Regions from separate parts of the Mus musculus genome. Here region 1 is linked to region 2. The links are chromatin contacts, called in public promoter capture Hi-C maps. All regions are on one chromosome and are shown on one strand. The core of a region is the stretch at or near the end of the contact, and the rest is flanking DNA. Distances in the headings are between cores, read along the strand shown. Region 1 holds the start of Cbr2 (carbonyl reductase 2). Region 2 holds the start of Aspscr1 (alveolar soft part sarcoma chromosome region, candidate 1 (human)).

Region 1 (4,254 bases), core at 589-3,088, 59 kb before region 2:
TCCTAAATTTTAGCTGAACAAAAAGAAAAATCAGGGCCAAGGAAACGGCTCAGTGATGAAATGCTTACTATGCAAGCACGAAGGCTGCCACCCATGTCTGCTTCTCCCTCAGGGTAGTCAGGCTCGCTGCCAAGCTGGGCTGGAGGGAGGGAAGTTTAGGAGGGTGTGGCTGGGCTCAATGCAGGATCTTGGTCTGCGATGAGTACTCAGGAAAAGAACACACCAGGGAACAGCCTTGGGGAACTGATTCGGTTTATTGAGGGAAAGGGAGAGATTTATCCCCATGGGAGGTGGCCAGGGTCTCTGGGGCAAGGTGTGTGCACCATTGGCCAGGACGGGGGTGTTGGAAGGTACTGCATCTGCATACTCAGGGGCTTGTAGAGTTGTGTGTGTGTGTGCGAGAGAGAGAGAGAGAGAGAGAGAGAGAGAGAGAGAGAGAGAGAGAGAGCGTGTGTGTGCTTGCTTGTGAATATGTGTGTGTACACACCTTATAAGATCAAACAAGGAGTGAAACCTTATTGGGGTTGACAGAGGGCAGTGGATTTTATGGCTCCAGGTTGGGAGGGAAGAGAGAGCTAACTCCTGTGGTCTTCATCTGAGATATTCATGGTTGAATCTCTCCTTGACCCTCCCTCCATAATCCTGAGCCATGATGGTTCCACCGAGGGCCTTGATGCAGGCACCAAGAACCCACACACGTTTGTAACCCAGCTTCCCTATGGAGCAATGAAAAGCAGGAGCCGTCAAAACCTTGGCAGCTCAAGAGCTGTCTAGCCTGGCCTACCTAGTGCTGAGTACCACCAAAAACATGTCTGTCCTCTTTCTGAGGGCCACTCAGTCTCAGTGTGGAGCCTGGCAGCGGTAGGGAGCTGGAGCACTCCTTCTCCTGGGGCTCTCCCTGGAATGCTCTGTGCATTCAGACCTCCTGCCTTGTGCCCTGCCACGACTCCCCTGGAAGGAAGTGTCCCGTTCATGGATTCTGTCACACAAGATCAGGAAGGGCTTGGCACGGCCTTAGACAACTTCCTAGACACAGAATCAGAATGGACATTTAATGCTCTGGTTGTTTTACAAAACTTCCCCCAAGGGTCCATCCATCTGCTCTGAGAAAGGGAGGTCTACCTCAGAGTGCCTCAGTGTGGTCACCAAAGGCAGAGTCTTTGGAGCAGGTGGAGGTCACTTGGGAGAAGCGGGTAAAGAGAGTAGCAGACTTCAGGAATGCTGGGGTAGGGGTTGGGTGGGAAGAGACTTGTCTTAAGCAGTCTAAGCCACCTGCCCTAGCCAGCCTGGGAATCAGATATTATTCTTGTTCACTGAGTGTCTGCCCTTACCCAGGAACACAGCCAAACCAGGGTGCTGGATTAACTCCGGGAACTGCCAATGCTGAGTGGCTGGCCACTGTCACATCCATGTGCGCAGCGGTCAGGCTGGAGCACCCCCACCTGACTGGAAAGTGCAGCTTCCCTTCCATTAAAACCGTTACCGGCTTATGCTTCTGTGCAAAGAAGGCAAATCAAAATGTCTATTCTCCTAGATTAGGAGTGTGGCCCAGTGGTACAAGGTTTGCCTTGCATGCCATTAGGGCTCAAGACCAGGCACCAGCCCAAAGAAAACACAATTTCCTTCCCAGGTCTCCGGTTTCACAGCTCCACCTCTGTCAGTCCCTCTCACAGGCATGTGTGTGCTCAATTTCTTATTTTTTCTTCAAGTCCTAACAAGCAGTTGGATGCCATATTTGGGGAGTGAGAGCTACCCTTGGAGGAAGCGGGTCATGCCACCCTGTCCAGGCCTGTTGGCTCCTAGCCCCACCCACCCCTGCCCCGCCTGCTGCCCAGCCATAAAAGCTGAGCCCATCTCTTGCTTCGGAAGAAGCTGGTGTCAGCAGCATGAAGCTGAATTTCAGTGGCCTGAGGGCCCTGGTGACAGGGGCAGGGAAAGGTGAGTGTGAGCGGGGAAGGGGATGAGTGTGAGCAGGGGAATGAGGTGAGTGTGAGCCGAGAAGTGAGGTGAGTGTGAGCAAGGAAGTGAGGTATGAGTGGGGAAGTGAGTGTGAGGAGGGAAGTGAGTGTGAGCAGGAAAAGGTGAGTGTGAACAGGGAAAGAGGGTGTGAGCTAGGAAGTGAGATGAATGTGAGCAAGGAAGTGAGGTGATTGTGAGCAAGGAAGTGGGGTAAGTGTGAGCAGTGCAGTGAGGTGAGTGTGAGCAGGGAAGTGGGGTGAGTGTGAGCAGTGAAGTGAGGTGTGAGCAGGGAAAGGTGAGCGTGAGCAGTGAAGTGAGGTAAGTGTGAGCAGGGAAGTGAGGTGAGTGTGAACAGGGAAGTGAGGTGAGTGTGAACAGGGAAGTGAGGTGAGTGTGATCAGGGAAGTGGGGTGAGTGTGAGCAGGGAAGAGTGTGAGATGTGTACTGGGGAGAGGAAGGGGACAACTTCAACACTGAATAGGGGTCCAAGGTGACCTTGTCACAGCTCAGTCCTTCAAAACCTGGCTCCCACTGACTAGGACTTCTGTCACCTGGCTGGAAACCCACCAGGATAGAATGACAACCCCATTCTGGCCACAGTACCCCTGATGGATGGATGGGTTTAGGTTGGCTACAGGGTAGCTCCTAGATCCAGGCTGGGCAGTCAGGCACCAGAGGCAGGCTTCCCAGGGCTCATGAGGAGCCAGCCATCCTCTAGAGTCTTTATTTCCACCTGGGATCCTGACCCTAGCTGTGACTAGGCATGTAGGGCCCTTGTCCCACCATTCTCCTACAGGGATTGGACGGGACACTGTGAAGGCCCTGCACGCCTCAGGAGCCAAAGTGGTGGCGGTGACTCGGACCAACTCAGACCTGGTCAGCCTTGCCAAAGAGGTAAGGCACACAGCCCTGCCTTACCTGGGCCTGCTCCCCACACTCAGGGATACATCAGAAGGTGTCTGGAACAGTGCCTCAGGCCACCAAACAATGTCCCCCACAGTGTCCCGGAATAGAGCCCGTGTGTGTGGACCTGGGTGACTGGGATGCCACAGAGAAGGCGCTGGGCGGTATCGGCCCTGTGGACTTACTGGTGAACAATGCAGCGCTGGTTATAATGCAGCCCTTCCTGGAAGTTACCAAGGAAGCCTTTGACAGGTGGGCACCTGGAGAGAGCAGGCAGGCCAGGGAGGGTCGCTGAAGACAAGGTGTAGAGGCCATGTATTGTTCTTTTCCTGCCAGGTCCTTCAGTGTAAATCTTCGCTCTGTGTTTCAGGTATCCCAGGTGAGATGGCAGGAGGGCTGTGGCCCATACAGCAACAATGGAGTGGGTGGGGTAGGGACACGCAGGATGACCTACCTGCAACCCTTTCTTCCAGATGGTAGCCAGGGACATGATTAACCGTGGCGTGCCAGGGTCCATTGTCAATGTCTCCAGCATGGTGGCCCATGTCACCTTTCCTAACTTGATCACCTACAGTGAGTGCACCCTCCAAAAAAGACGATAGGAGTGTTCAGTTTTTGGTGAGCCTCACAGAAAGTGTAATTAAAGGGTCCTCAGCACTCCCCATCCCCCAACAGGCTCCACCAAGGGAGCGATGACTATGCTGACCAAAGCCATGGCCATGGAACTAGGGCCACACAAGGTAGGCACAGGGGGCCGGGCCACACCTGAGGGACAGGCGATGGGCACCTGGGGCAGGGCTGGGGGTTGAGGGTGAGGACTATAGAAGGCTCTGAGCACTGGGCTCAGGGTTCATCTGGACAGAGTAAGCAAGCTCATCAGGCCGGTCCTGGGGCGGCGAGTCCTGAGCTGGGCAGGTAGGGCTCCTTCCTCAGCTGTGCCACCAGCTGTGGCTTCTGGCCCCAGATCCGGGTAAACTCCGTAAACCCCACTGTGGTGCTGACTGACATGGGCAAGAAAGTCTCTGCAGACCCTGAGTTTGCCAGGAAGCTCAAGGAGCGCCACCCACTGAGGAAGTTCGCAGGTCAGCTGGGGACAGTGGGTGAGGGGAACTATGTGGTTTGCCAGCAGCCAAGCAAGGGAGAGAGCCTTGACTGGTCTGTTCTCCTGCAGAGGTTGAAGACGTCGTCAACAGCATCCTCTTCCTGCTCAGCGACAGAAGTGCCTCTACCAGTGGCGGTGGCATCCTGGTGGATGCTGGCTACCTGGCCTCCTAGTCTGCTCAGTTGCCGCGGACATCTGAGTGGCCTTCTTAGCCCCACCCTCAGCCAAAGCATTTACTGATCTCGTGACTCCGCCCTCATGCTACAGCCACGCCCACCACGCAGCTCACA
Region 2 (4,289 bases), core at 240-2,739:
AGCTGAAAGAGATGAGTCCTCTTCCCTAGAATATTCTAGAGTATAGCCACAGGGGTGGGGGTGGGGTCTTTGATCCCAGCATTGTGGAGGCAGAGGCAGAAGGCTCTCTGTGAGTTTGAGACCAGCCTGGTCTACAAAGTGAAGTCCAGGACAGTCAGGGCTACACAGAGAATCTGGGGGCGGTTGGGGGGGGGGGGTGGCACAACCATACTCTGGGCACTTTGGACTTTGCCTTCAGAACTGGGCAAGGATAAACTTCTGTTGTATTAAAGTACCTATGGGGGCGCTTCTAAGGCAGAGATAGTATGTGTTGAGAAAAGGACCAGGTAGACTGAGAAGCCCACAGCTGAGTCCAAGCAAACTCACTTCAGGTCGTATTCACTGGGGTTGAAGTCTTGCCGCCGGCATGTGTCTTCTAGTACCTGTGGGACAAATGATCGGTAAAACCTACCTCAACTGATAGTAGGCGCACTGGCCAGCCCACCAAACATCTCACTCACCAGCTCCAAGCAAACTACATGCAAATCCTGTCTACTCTCTCCCCTCCTACTGGGGACCCATTATTGACTTAATCCTCCAACTATGGCCTAGCCTGTCCACCCCTGGTCCCATGTTCTAGGCTCTGCGAGGCCTCTAGCCACAAATAATAATCTGCCTTACTGAACTTTGTGTCCACGGCCACTCTGTGGCCCGGCAGTCTTTGTGCAACTGCTGCATGACCAGAACCCTCCTCTACATGAGCGCAGCTCCAAATGGAGGTCACTCTGTATGGCCCTGCCACAGATATGAATCGTGTACGCCTTTGTAACCTAACAACAGAGGTTTAATAAGCAGGTGTAATTCATACGAGGTCACAAACAGCAACAATCAAAAGCCGTGAGTGACTTAGCAAAATTCACTTCCGGGAACACAGGCCCTAGGGTCCGGAGGGACGCCCCTGAGCTGAGCAGGAAGGAACGCCACTCTTCCCGGTGACCGAGAAGGCTGGATTCGGACAAGCGCCGAAGATTCTGGGGCTCGCAAGGCTCGACCCTGTTAGTGGGGTCCACCCCACCGTGCTCAGCAAACGCGCCTCCAAGTATCCCGCCCCGCCCCCGGGACCCAGATCTAGAGGATGGGGCGGACAGCCGCGCGAAAGGCGCTCATTGGCTGCCTCAGGCCCCGCCCACCGGGACCCGGTCCCGCCCTACCGCCCTAGGAGCAACCGCAGGGGCGGGCCCTGATGCGGCGACCCCGGGCGGCCCGCGGGTCCACCCATCCGCCCGTTCCCCACCCGGGCCGGCGGCCGCACCTGCAGCAGCACGGTGCTCGGCGTCACCTTCACCGTGTGGCGCCGCCCGTTTGGGGCCAGCACCGACACCGCGGAGCCCCCGCCGCCCGCCGGGGCCGCCATCTTCCGCTCACGTGACCGCAGCCGGCTCGCCTCAAACAACTTTATCCGCAACAGCCCGGACGCACAGCCACGCGGTCTCGGGGGCGGGGCCAACTCGCTTCCGGGCCCGCCCCCGGCGCTCTGGCTCTGCTTTGCTATTAGGCAGCCTGATGGCGTCCCGACGGCGCGGACCAAAGGCACCTCCCTGGAAGGAGCACAGTTCTGTCAGGGACATTGTTTCTTCATCCGGAGGCACGTGTTCCTGGGAACCTCCAAGCTCTGGGGGCTGCCTGCAAGAAAGCTATGCTGCCTGGGGCCAGCCTGGGGCCCACAGCTACCTGTCTGTCACCAAGTACTGGGTATGCGCACACCAGAGTTAGCCTTTGTACCTACTCCGTTAAGTACTGATCCTGCCTCCCTTCTCAAGTGTTCCTGTGATCATCATCGTCACATGGCGACAACCTTTTAGAAAAATATTTTATTGAGACTGATGTGGTAATGCAAGCCTTTAATCCCAGTATGTTGGAGGCAAAAACAGATCCCTGAGTTCAAGACCAGCCTGGTCTACAGAGCAACAGTCTTCCAGGACAACCACGGCTACCCAGAGAAACCCTGTCTTGAAAAAATAACAACAACAATAATAATAAAGTTATATTTTATGTGTTTTTTTTTTATTGTGTGTCTGTGGAAGAGCAGGTACAGGCATGCTATGGTACCTGTGTGCATTGTCAGCGAACTTGCCTGTTCCCTCCTTCCACCTTGTGGGACTGAGGGATTCATTTGAGGTTACCAGGCTTGGTGGCACTTTTACTTGCTGAGCCATCTTGTTGACTTCAGGCCCTCTCTTAGCTTGTCACCATGACTTCAAGGAGAATGCTTTGCCTATGGTCCTTGGGATTGTTGTAAAAATCTCCAAATCTGACTGGAGAAGCTGGTATACAGCATCTGTGTCACACGTGTGTATTGACAAACATGGGGAAAAGAATGGGAAGAGTTTGCGTGTTCTATGCAACCTTAGACCCTCACTGTGCTGCCCACCTTCCCGGGTCCCCTTTGGTTTTCTTCCTTTCTTTTTTACACACTAGCATTTAAAACAAAACCTCACAAACCCTCAAGTCTGTTTTCTTTCAACTGTCCCACTGTTAGAATCCTCTGGCAGAACATTTAGAGAGGTGCAGTGAGAAAAATGGACAGCCATCAAGAGATACAGATTGTTCTGAAAGTGAGCATGTGAAATTTGACCATGGTCAGGCTCAAGTTAAAGTCGGAATCCTCCATAATCAAGGTCCCTCTTTCCTTGGGTAGTAAATTAGTCAGCTATAGGCTAATTCTTTAAGACTACAATGCCATGTTTTTTTTTTTTTCTTCCCACATTTATTATGCAACAGTTTTAACACCAATTGATGAATGAGTTTTTTTTATTTATTTCCTTGACAGTTGTCCGGGCTAGTTTTATGTCAACTTGACACAAGCTAGAGTCATCGGAAAGAAGGAAACCTCAAATGAGAAAATAACTCCACAAGATCTGGCTGTGGGGCATTTTTCTTAATTAGTGATTGATGTGGGAGGGCTCAGCCCATTGTGGGTGGTGCTATCTCTTGGTAGTGGTTCTGGGCAGTGGTGGCCCACGACTTTAATCCCAGCACTCCAGCGGCAGAGGCAGGCAGATTTCTGAGTTTGAGGCCAGCCTGGTCTACAGAGTGAGTTCCAGGACAGCCAGGGCTACACAGAGAAACCCTGTGTCAAAAACCAAAAAATAAAAAAAATAAAAAATAAATAAAAAAGAGAAAAAGAAACATCTCTCTTTAAAAAAAAATCATATATATTAAATTAATGTGAATTCTGGGGTTTTCTTCTTTTTTTCTTTTTTTTTAGATTTATTTATTTATTATATGTAAGTACACTGCAGCTGTCTTCAGACACACCAGAAGAGGGAGTCAGATCTTGTTACGGATGGTTGTGAGCCACCATGTGGTTGCTGGGACATGGATTTGAACTAAGGACCTTTGGAAGAGCAGTCGGGTGCTCTTACCTGCTGAGCCATCTCACCAGCCCTTCTTTTTTCTTTTTTTAGGTTTTCTTTTTTAATATTTTATATGTGGCCAGACAGTGGTGGTGCATGCCTTTAATCCCAGTACTTGGGAGGCAGAGACAGGCAGATTTCAGAGTTCCAGGACAGCCAGGGCTACACAGAGAAACCCGATCTCAAAAAAACAAAAACAAAAAAACATATATATATATATATATATGTGTGTGTGTGTGTGTGTGTGTGTGTGTGTGTGTGTGTATAATATGTGTGGAAGTTTTGCCTGCAAGCATGTCTGTATATCACATGCATTCCCTTGGTTCCAGTAGAGGCCAGAAGTAGGTATCAAATCCCTTGGAACTGGAGTTATAGATAGCTATGAGCTACCATGTGGGTGCTGGGACTTGAACCTGCAACACCTGGAAAAACTGCCAGTGCTCTTAACCACTGAGCCATCTCTCTAGCCCCTCATGCCTTTTTTTTTTTCCATTTCATTGTAGGGTTTGAGTATTGTTTCTTTCGTGCTTAAATTGACCTAAATTTAGTCATTATGACTGCCTTCACGCTGGCTGCTGTGCTTCTTGTGAGGAGTAACTTTAAATTCTTTGTGTTTGTCTCTGTTGTTTTGTTTTATATAAGGTTTCCTGTAGCCTAAATGGCCTTTTATTGTTGATCCTGCCTCCACAGCATGACTGCTGGGATTACAGGCATGTGCCACCATCATTGACTGTCTCACCCTGTATAGACCAGGCTGACTTTGAACTGGTTGCCTCCAAGTGCAAAGATGACAGCTGCTAAACAGCATATCTGACCCAAACAAACAAACAAACCAACAAAAAAGAATTCTTACGACTCTGCCAGAGGACCTGAGTTTGATTCCCAGCACCTATA

What was found. Capture Hi-C pulls out chosen DNA fragments and counts their contacts.
Region 1: a promoter capture Hi-C map of adipose tissue shows a contact between it and region 2. The contact joins the promoter of Cbr2 here to the promoter of Aspscr1 in region 2. A contact is called at or near these places in 9 of 39 promoter capture datasets (the 3T3-L1 cell line, 3T3-L1-derived adipocytes, cranial neural crest and 5 more), 3 of 484 Hi-C or Micro-C datasets (the HL-1 cell line, liver and memory CD8 T cells), 8 of 115 datasets of contacts at active chromatin or transcription factors (the 230-238 cell line, the SCID.adh cell line, embryonic stem cells and 2 more) and 3 of 9 other capture datasets (adipose tissue, liver and pancreatic islet).

The regions. Positions count from the first base shown.
Region 1 is chr11:120,729,605-120,733,858 of GRCm38.p6, reverse strand. It overlaps Cbr2 (carbonyl reductase 2), which reads left to right and starts at 1,838. Exons shown (of 8, transcript NM_007621.2): 1 at 1,838-1,938; 2 at 2,756-2,853; 3 at 2,960-3,114; 4 at 3,199-3,241; 5 at 3,336-3,435; 6 at 3,538-3,602; 7 at 3,827-3,944; 8 at 4,034-4,254. The coding sequence starts at 1,887. The coding sequence ends at 4,137.
Region 2 is chr11:120,670,173-120,674,461 of GRCm38.p6, reverse strand. Aspscr1 (alveolar soft part sarcoma chromosome region, candidate 1 (human)) reads right to left here and starts at 1,489. Exons shown (of 16, transcript NM_026877.2): 1 at 1,292-1,489; 2 at 367-422. The coding sequence starts at 1,393.